Linked DNA regions of Arachis hypogaea: region 2 is linked to region 1. Evidence: chromatin contacts called from public Hi-C data. All regions are on one chromosome and are shown on one strand. The core of a region is the stretch at or near the end of the contact, and the rest is flanking DNA. Distances in the headings are between cores, read along the strand shown. Region 1 overlaps LOC112785279 (agamous-like MADS-box protein AP1). Region 2 holds the start of LOC112783068.

Region 1 (5,317 bases), core at 1,743-4,242:
TTCAACCCTACCACATAAATAATATAATTTCATAAGTTGGACTTTGATAACATTGTGTAACATTCCAACTCCTATACACCACTAAATAAACATTGGGCCTCTAAGATATACCATTAAAGAAGTTGAGATATGTATGTCCATTATCAAATAATAATGGATTAGACTTTTGTTCCACTCTTTAACAGCATGAGAATATTAACCAAAACGTGTATCAGACATTGGAAAAAAACAAAAACAACTCTCTCCCCTTCCAAAAACCAAAAATCTCATTCATGGTTATGAATTGTGATGAGTTGGTTCAACCCAATTAACCGAAAATTGGTTAATAAACCGATTCGATTTAAGATAAAAAATACTTGGTAATGAACTTATTAAAAACCAATTAATCGGTCGACTTGGTTTTTCTTTTAGTGATTAAAATAATAAATCACAAAAAAATTATTTTTAAAAAAAAATAATATATTTTATAGATAAATATATTATTTTATTATATCTGATTCAATCTCGATTAAATTTTAGTTGAACTTTTGAACTATTAAACCTCTAATTCTATTGGTTCGATAACCGATTTGCTTTTAGAACCTTAATCACATTACATGCAATTATTATATTACCTAAATTCTTATATAAACATAAAATTTTTGCTAACAAATATTTTGTATATAATTTTTATTGAAAAGCTAATATTTAAATTTATTTTATGCATTATTAAAATTTTTTAAAATTTTACTATAAGTAAACTTGACAAATATCCTTAGGGTTAGTTGTCAGCAAAATATTTGGGCTTATATAACTTGTTAAAAATCAATGCAAATCTTTTTTTTTAAAAAAAGGGTTTTGTTAAGGGTACTTACTAATTACTAAAAGAAAAATAACTGTTTTTTGTTTCAAAAAATGCATTGAAAAATATTTTCACAAATACTTCATCTTAGTTTAACAAAGCACTTCAAAAGTATAGAATATAATTTAAATGTATATCTCAGGTTTCCTTCTCATGAATATCCCTTTTGTGTTTGAGAATTGATGAATTCTCCAATTTATTTTTTTATTTTTTGGCTCTTTCCATTCAATTCAGTGAAGAATTTACCTTCATTTCCATATAGCTTGAGCTTCTTTCATCAATATGGTTAGGGGTTAGTCTGCCTTGTCTTGTTCCATCCTGCTAAAAGTATGTCATTTATCTGTTCTGCCTAATGAGGCGGTCTTGAATTTTTTTTCTATCCTATTAAATATTAAACAATATATTAAATATTAAATATTAAACAATATATATTATTTCACAACTATTTTAATAAATTATAAATTTCTAAAGACATAAAAAATTATAATTTTTAAGTTCACAAACATTAAAGTCTTTATAATTTTAAATATGTAATAAATATAATTATCAAGTAAGTTTTATGCCAACATTGTAAAAAATAAAATATTAAAACAAATATTGTCCAAAACTAAAACAAATAATTAAATATTTTTAAGTCTCCAAGTCTAATCAATCAAATATAGAATATAATCCAAATTATAACATAGAAACATCTTCAATTACAAAAAAAAAATACGGCCCCACTGGGGAATCCTGTCCAACCCTGCCGAAACCCGCCAAAACCCGCGGATTAGGCGGTGTGGGTTAGGCAGATTTTTTAATGATGCCGGTTTCAAATTTTCAGCCCAACCTGCCTTTTTTGGCGAGTTACTCGGGTTGGACCGGCTGGTTTCGGCCCTTTGCTACCCCTAAATATGGCTTCACTAATTTTTTGTTTTCTTTTGGTCATGCCTTCATTAATTTTAGATACCTACAGAAGGCCGCCAAAAACGTTGGTCATTAATTAACAAGATAATTTTGGCCTATAAAACCAAAAACTTTTTATGGACTTACAATAACCCATAATATTAGCCCACGAAAAAAATAATATACCCATAATGTTCTCTACCAAAAATCGTCATTCCTATGCTAAATAAATATCAAATATGTTTAATAGTATGTCCAACATCTTATAAAGAACAATTGAGTTTATTACCAAATATAAAAAGAACAATTGAGTTCTTAATTTAGTAGCGCGTTAGATGCATTTTATACTTTATTTATGGAGAATTACTGCATGACCAATAAAAAATTTATTATTTTTTGTTAATATTTGATTAATTTTAAATATTAAAAATTAAATTCTAAACCAAAATTTGAATATTAACAAAATAAAGTATTAATTCAAAGCATTGACTAATAGTAACAAAAAGTGTTGACAATCTGACATTTTTCTTATTTACTATATAATACTTTTTTTTCCCTCTGTTTTCCTTTTTTCTACAACTTGGTGAGAAATGTTTTTCCTTTTCCCCAATAATCTTTGAATGTGCATACCTTCAAAAGTTCTTATAGAACTCCGCTATAAATCTCCCATAGGTGAAGAATACTCTTGTTCCCAAAGAATAAAGAAAATTCTTGAAATCACACAACTCCATTGATTCATTCATGTGATGAGGGCATTTACCACTCTGTGTGATCCAATGGCTTGATGGAGAAGAGTTTGTCACTTTGTCTCATTCTAAGGTGACATGTCACAATTAGTGATGGCCTACATTCTTACATGCTAACAACATTAGAATCTGCTAAGATCCTTCTTCAATCATAGATCTAGATGTTCCATCTTAACCAAATACCATAATTGAGTCAACTTTTATTCCCCAAGAGCAATAATGAATAATCATCTCTTTTTTTCTTTCTTAAATCCAAAGTTACTAATTAAAAAATAAAAAAAATATTACATACACAAAAAAAAAAAAAAAATCAATCATCATGTATTTATATATATTATTTAATTTATTTTTAATGTGTATTTTATATTTTAATATATATTTTACACAAATAATTGATTTAATATCTAATTTTTTGTGTATACTTAATGTGATTCATTAAATAAAATGAATAGGTACCCCTTCAACCATAAATAAACCATGTGTTGGTTGAGAGCAACAGTCATATTGGGTGTGCTTGGCACAATTTGGACCCATATTGTTCTCAGCATAGGTAGAGTACATTGTACACTATGGCCCATGCTCTCTCACAATCCAAGTAGAAAAATTTTTCTCTTTTAAACATTTTTGGACCCTAGTTAGTTTATTTATTGGGCCCTTTTATTACAAAAACTAATTAAAAAATATACACAGTTGAGCTTGCAAAGAAGCAGCCAAACCGACAAAGAAAACTGAAAAGGCACGGAAACAAAACATTGAGAAGAGATACCTTAAATAGAGTTCAGATTCGCGACGAATTAGTTCTTAATTTGTTATATTAAAGGATATCATAGACTAAAAAGACATTTAGAAGAGATCCGTTTATACCTGCTATAACTATGTCTTGTAGATAGATCTATATAATTGAATTAATTAATAAGACTTAATTACTCTGTTCATTCGGCTAGTTTTATCAAATTTATAATTAAATTTTTATATTTTAAATTTTTAATTAATTTTTTATATTATTTTTAATTTTATAATTAAGTCTTTTTGGTGTCAAAGTCTTTAAAGTTAACGAAATATTTCTCTTTAAAAAATATGTGGACAAAGATCTAATTAAGTCATTAATTGTGGATGCCTTTAATTTGTAGGAAAAAAATTCCGCTAATTTTAATCTTTTTTATAGTAATAATATTAGAAATTAAATTAAAATTTTTAAAATATAAATATTTAATTATAAATCTGATAAAAATATAGAGATTGACAAAATAATTAAACGTAAATTTTTTTTTACCCAACAAATTTCATGAATCACATGTTATATTATTATGATAATTAAATTTATTAAATTTTAAAAAATTCGGATATTAATAGATATATAATCTAATAATCATATATTTTTTATACTTTTAAAATAATAATATACATAAAAGTAAAGAGTCATAATAACATATCAAATTAATTCCAAATTTTATAAAATTTTCTTGAATTGATTTTTATAGTGAAATATTAAAATTCAGCGGTTAAATTAACAAAATTCGTTGCACATAAAAAATTATAAGGCTTGCACCAAGATACTTCCTCCAAAAGCTTTTGAAGTAGCCTCACTTGTACCTAAATTCCTAATCACTAGGTAAGGTTGTCTAATAAGTAATAACAATACACAATCAACTACCATTAACAATTAAAGTGTGTACGTTTTTTTTTTCTATTTTATTTTTAATATATTTTTTATTTTAGAATTTTATGAGAAAAAATAAATAATAATTAAAAATGATACAATTTTACTTTTTATTTTATTTTACTTTTTTCACAAAATCTAAAAAAAAAAACACACAAAGTGTTTCGGTTCTTCTAAATTGATTGTAGTACTATAAAATCAATGGATGTTAGTGTGGTGGGAATTATTAGGTTTGGCTGTCTCCTCCCTTGAGGGTGTTTATTTTTATTTATTTATTTCTTTAAAAAAAATATGGATACACTCATGAGAAGACTTAGTGGTTTTGGGCATCATGATTCACAAAAACCATAACTCCTTAGAAAGTTGTATTATTCTCTAGCAAGTGGTTAAGACTTAAGATGCAACATGTTGTTCTAGAAGAAAAAAACAAATAAAGCAAAGAGTTGATTTCTCCTCCCAAATAATATTTTAAGAGAAATTTTAAATAAAGTAACAGGAAAAAAAAAAAACTCTCACTCATAAAAACATTAAACGACACTTACATATAATAAAAAATATTATATTTATATCTAAAATAATTAAGAAAGTAAATATCTTCTTATAAATTGATAAAAGAGGCCATATTTGATTCTAAAAAATTTTAACAAACAAATATTAATCACTCTCAAAATTTTTAACATAAAAAGAAAAAAATAAATAAGTTTCTGACATTTTAATTTAAACACAAATAAATTTTTTAGCTAATTAAAAATATAAAATATTTTTTATTTTTTAAGACATAAAATATTTAAAATTTTCTGTCTAAAATATAGAAAAATAAATAAATCCTTCAAAAAAATTTAAATATATTATATTTTAAAAAATAAAAAATATTTTTATATTTTTAATTAATTAAATACTTATTTATTTTCCAGTTAAAAAATCGGAACCTATTTATCGTCTCCTCTAATATAAATCCACACTAAGATAGATACAAAGATAGGTCAAGCGTGTAAATAACTAAATTAAAAAGAAGGAAAATAATAAAAGCAAGTTGAAAAATGAATGATGAAGTGAATTAGGGTAGGGTCCCACAAGCACAAGGGCATTAATAAGGACAATGCAGTGTTTGTGGACTTTTCTCCGAACTTTGCGTCTAAATCCAAAAGGAAGAGATTGACATGTTGGAGGCCCTATATTACATCA
Region 2 (5,317 bases), core at 1,666-4,165, 100 kb after region 1:
CGAGAGGTGGCGGCCTGAGACCCACACTTTCCATATGCCATTCGGAAAGTGTACTATCACGCTCCAGGATGTGGCATACCAGTTTGGGCTGCCCGTGGATGGCCAGGCTGTTTCCGGGTGCATGATAGACTTCCACATGCACATCGAGGGGGTCAGACTGGCATGGGAGTGGTTCGAGGAGTTATTTGGTGAGCTTCCGCCACCGGATAAGAGAAAGTTATACACAGTCCACTTCACATGGTTTCATGAACGGTTCAGGGTGTTACCAGCGGATGCTTTGGAGGAGACCGTGCGCATATATGCACGCGCGTATATTATGATGCTTCTGTCGACACAGCTGTTCATGGACAAGAGTGCGAATCGAGTCCACCTTCGCTGGTTGCCTTTTGTGGTGAGACTTGATGATATGAGCAGCTATAGCTGGGGCGCCGCTGCATTGGCGTGGCTGTACCGATGCATGTGCAGGGTGACGAACAGAAACGTCACCAACTTGGCTGGACCCCTACAGTTGCTACAGTCATGGATCTTTTGGCGGTTCCCCACGCTGAGGCCGCCGGGTTTTGATGCTTTCTCTTTTCCATTGGCATCCAGGTATACTTTAATTCATTCTTTCTTTCAAGTTCATTACGTTCTATATTTGAAATTACATACTTACGTGCTATTTCTGCAACTCAGATGGGCCACATATTTGTCCTCTTCTGATGGAAAGGAACGGCGGATTATACAGTATCGTCTGGCATTGGATCGACTGACTCATCGAGATGTAAGTATTTTATTTTTGTTTGTTGTTATTTTAATTCTTTTTTTCACACTTATATGTATACATTGGTATAATGCTGACCTTGCCTCCTGTCTATCAGATTGTGTGGGAGCCTTATGGTTCACTGGACGTACTGGCAGTCATCCATCCGGAGATACTGACCGAGGAGCACATCCGGTTATGGCGGGCTGTCACCAGCCTGATCTACTTTGCAGTTATTGAGTGGCATCAGGTAGACAGGGTCTTCCCACAGCTAGGGGGCGTACAGCATTTGCCTGAGCCAGTGCTCAACATAGAGTATCTTCATAGTAAGGACGGCAGGGGTGGAGATAGATGGTTTCCCACTTACTATAGGACATGGCGTCAGCATTGGGATGAGCGAGTTCGTTCTGTGTTGAGTGTCCAGAGAGTTCCTGATCCTGGTCCATCCCCTAAGTACCTGGACTGGTGGCACCATGTTGCACATAGGATTCTGTCACCAGGGATTGTTTTCGCCGACCCCAGGCCGACCCAGGTTCCGGACGATGCTATACTCAGAGGGTCGTCGCAGGCGCCGACTAGAGTGCCAGCATTCGATATGCCGGATAACAGACGTTTGGAGCGGAGACGACGCATCGGTACACGTGCCACTGATCGTGACTGGCGCTGGCTAGACGACATGATGCAGGAGGAGCAGGTTGGTGGTGATGACGAAGGCCAGGCAGATCATCGCCTTCGTCGATCTTCTGCTAGACTACGGGCTGCTCGTGGTGGAGGAGCACCTCCCGTCCACCACGATGACGAGGCAGGATCGTCCCGTCGGCACCCTACAGACACTCATGTTGGTGGCACCGCGGAGGCTAGTATGGGTGGTACACCTTTTACCCACGTATCTAGCTCTCAGGTACTACATGGGTGTAGCACACAGCTGTTAGCCGATCTTGCTACCACTTCTTTCACCATGGATTTGGACGATCAGTTGGGTAGACCCCAGTTCTATGCGGATTTTGCTGAGATCATACGGGGTGACGACGTTCATCAGTACCAGAGCCCGATTCCAGGCGGCCCTTCAGACCCTACGGAGTATAGGCCACAGCCAGCGGATACGCCTGAAAACCTGGTCCCTGAGACCCAGGTTCCTGAGACCCAGCTTCCGGTCGACTTGAATGAGCCCGCAGGCAGCCCGTACGACACTTGGTTCGGGATGGGGGGTCGCCACCATCTGCATTTGGAGTTGGGGCACAGGAGGCTCCGCCGGGAGATCGGCGAGCGGCTAGGGTTAGGTGTCCAACTCGATGTGGCACAGGCTCGCACCTACTTGGTCCATTCGGAGGCGACCATGATGTTGACGGTGACCAACAGTAGCGTCCGATTCTCTTAATTTCCGACAGTTATCCATGTATGAATTATGACTTATTTATTTTCTGTTAGGGTTAACGACTTGTGACAGTTATATTTGTATTAGTTATGTAGTTATACCTGTATTATTTTTGTACGAGTTACTGCGAATGACGATTATATTTTGTATCAATTCGTGCATTTTGTATCATGGGTTTTAAACCCTAACATATAAACACCACTATACTCATAATCCGCTACATGGTGTAGCGGATTATGCAGAAACGCCATTTGGTCATAAACCGCTACAGGGTGTTGCGGTTTATGAGTAACCCCGCCCTCAACATAATCCGCGATACCCTGTAACGGATTACGTGCAATTAAGTTCCGCTGCAGGGTGTAGCGGATTATATATAGTTGCGTTTGTTGCATTTGCGTCTAAAAATTGCCAATATTGTATTTGCGTAAACGTTTTCTTCAATCATTTTATTTGCGTAAATTGCCCTCAATTTATTATTGAAAGATTATTTTTTATAAATTAATCTCCAACAAATATAATTAAAAATTAAATTAATTTTTATTTGTTTGATGATAACACATGTTATAAATTATAAGTAAGTGTTTTTTTTAAATTTTATGAAAATAAAGAGAAAATAGAAAAAAATAATTTTTTTTATAAAATCTTAAAAACAAAAATATTTAAAATAAAAACACAAACTAACACACAATTTAAATTTACATAATGACAATTTTGCCCTTATGACCCCCCCCCCCCTCTGTCTCTCTCTCCAGCTAACAAGAAACAAACAAAAGCTCTTTAAAAATAATCTTTTTTTTCATGGAATTTGGGAAACAAAGCATTCATTCATTCATTTATTCATTCAAAGAGTCTCTTTTCACTTTGAGTTTGCATCATCACCATAATCATTATCTCACTTCTTCTTCTTCTTCTTCTTCTTCAAGTACAACACCACCACTGGTAAAAAAGTCTCTCCCTTTCTTCTCTCTGATATTATTGTTATTATTATTTGGTTAAGCTTTTTGAAGATTATTTATCAATAATAATAGCTTACCATACTTTATTTTCTTTATGAAACAGGCTTTGATTGATTATATATGAATGAATCTCCATGGATTGTGTTTTTGCCTCCATTGAGTCCTCTGTCTTCACCTGACACACTCTTCACATTCATTATCTTAACCCATTTTCCATTTCACGTGCTCCCTTCTGACACTTCTTTTCTACTCTCTTTCTTTCTTTTTTTCCTTTTCCCCTTTAATCTTTTTCTCATAATTATTGTCTCACTGATTGCAAAAAATAATTAAAAAAAAGGGTCTTGCTTCAGCTTCAGTAGGGATAATAGTATTATAGACAGTAGTAACTATTACTTACTTGTGTTTTGTTCTTTTTGAAGGCTCTTCAATGGTGTTCCTTCTTTTTGTTAACTTTACTCCACTGCTGAAGTAGTAGCTATTGCAAGTTGAGACTTTTTTTTTTTCTTTTGTTTCTGTTTTGAGTTTGAGTCAGAGTCTGTTACAGTGTTTTTAACTGCATCAATTGAGGTGGTTATACTTGCACTCTGATTCTTGCACTCTTTGTGTTTGTGTAATTGCCTCTGTGTGTGTGTGTGTGTGTGGCTGTGTGCTTATTCATGTTATGGAGTCTTGGAGTTATGTTTCTGAAGAGAAGGGTTATGTCTCAAACGATGCGATTTCCCCTCCCAACAGTGTTGGGAGGAACAGCAAAGGTTCCTTCTTGGGTTGGGAACTGAAAACCCCAGGTGGTTTTTCCATTGAGAATCAAGGTTTTGAGGAATTGGGGTTCCCAGGGATGAAACAATTGCCCCAAGATCCTAATCCAATTAGTAGTGTTCATAGCAGAAAGATTGATAATGACCCTGCTATGGCTACCCCAAACGCATTCTCTTCAAGAGATGATTTCAATTCCAAGATTTCAGCCTCTTTGGGGGACTCTAATGGTGGTGGCTGTGATTCACTTATTGACTTGAAGCTTGGTAGGTTTCCTGATCATGGTGATGTTGGTGTGGTGGTGCCAGCATTCTCCAAAGGGGCCCCTATTTTGTCGTCATCGGAGTCGTCCACGCCGCCGAAGAGGGTTCGAGCTTCTGGGATTCACTCTCAGACAGCATACTGCCAGGTCTATGGATGCAACAAGGATCTGAGTGGTTGCAAGGACTACCATAAGAGGCACAAAGTTTGTGAGGTTCATTCCAAGACTTCCAAAGTTATTGTCAATGGTATTGAACAAAGGTTTTGTCAGCAATGTAGTAGGTAGGCTGGTCAAGCTTTTCTTTCTTTTACATCTTTTGAATTTGTTGGCTCTTTTTTGTCTCCTAATTACATGTCATGTGTGTTTAAGAAGCTTTTATCTGCTCTTTTTAGCTTTTCATCCAAATTCTCTTCCTGTCTTTAGCTATGTTCTTCAAATCTGCATTATTATTTGGAGGGAAATAAAAATGGGGATTGGTTCTCACCAATTGTCTTATAGTCCAATTTAGGTGCTACTTTGTTTTCTGAAAAGGAAGAAACCACACTCTATGAATATTCTTACTAGGGGTGAGTTTTGTATGTTGGTAAAATTGGGGGAGAAACTTTAATGGATGAGATTTGTGTGCAATTGTACACATAATTCGCATCCATGAAAATTGCTGCATAACTTCTCCTTTGCCAAAATTTCTGCTTTGAGTTTTCTAAAAAAGGACAAAGTTTTGAAATAAGAAGCTTTAATATTATGATATATAGCGCTCCTGTAATGTTTAGCTTACTATCCAGGTTTCATTTGCTGGCTGAATTTGATGATGGTAAGCGTAGCTGTCGTAAACGCCTTGCAGGCCATAACGAGCGGCGGAGAAAACCACAAGTTGGTATACACTCTGGAAAGCCTGGGAGGTTGCTTCAGCCATATGGTGGTAATAACATGTTCTGGATTCCTTCATTATAAGAACACTTTTCTCCCTCTCTAACATTAACCTTCCTATTTCTGCATGCATATTCATTGATTACTTTATTAATTCATATTTTGCCTTTTCAACAGCTTTCTCTAATATGTCCATTCAGTGAAAAAGAAAAAATGAGTAAACCTTGGTTCACTATTAAGGAAATGTAGGCTAAGGTTTCCCAAGTTTCTATCTGATACTACGATCTTAATTTTCTATATTGACTAATGAGCTGCTTCATTTTCTTTGAGTTGTTCATAACCAAAATCTGGCTCGTGACATT

Evidence for each region. A called contact is a pair of places that touch in the nucleus more often than the background predicts.
Region 2: a Hi-C map of an unstated tissue shows a contact between it and region 1, with 7 times the contacts expected there. The contact joins the promoter of LOC112783068 here to the enhancer-like site in region 1. A contact is called at or near these places in 4 of 8 Hi-C or Micro-C datasets (leaf and an unstated tissue).

What each region holds. Positions count from the first base shown.
Region 1 is chr20:129,066,884-129,072,200 of arahy.Tifrunner.gnm2.J5K5, forward strand. All of the region lies in intron 1 of LOC112785279 (agamous-like MADS-box protein AP1), which reads right to left. Among protein-coding and RNA genes, the nearest start is that of LOC112786354, 12 kb to the left of the region's middle. Within about 2 kb of position 2,993, at least 2 of the 3 cell types and tissues checked have open chromatin away from gene starts, as enhancers often do.
Region 2 is chr20:129,167,560-129,172,876 of arahy.Tifrunner.gnm2.J5K5, forward strand. LOC112783068 reads left to right here and starts at 2,916. Exons shown (of 5, transcript XM_025825822.3): 1 at 2,916-3,056; 2 at 3,177-4,369; 3 at 4,871-5,007. The coding sequence starts at 3,735.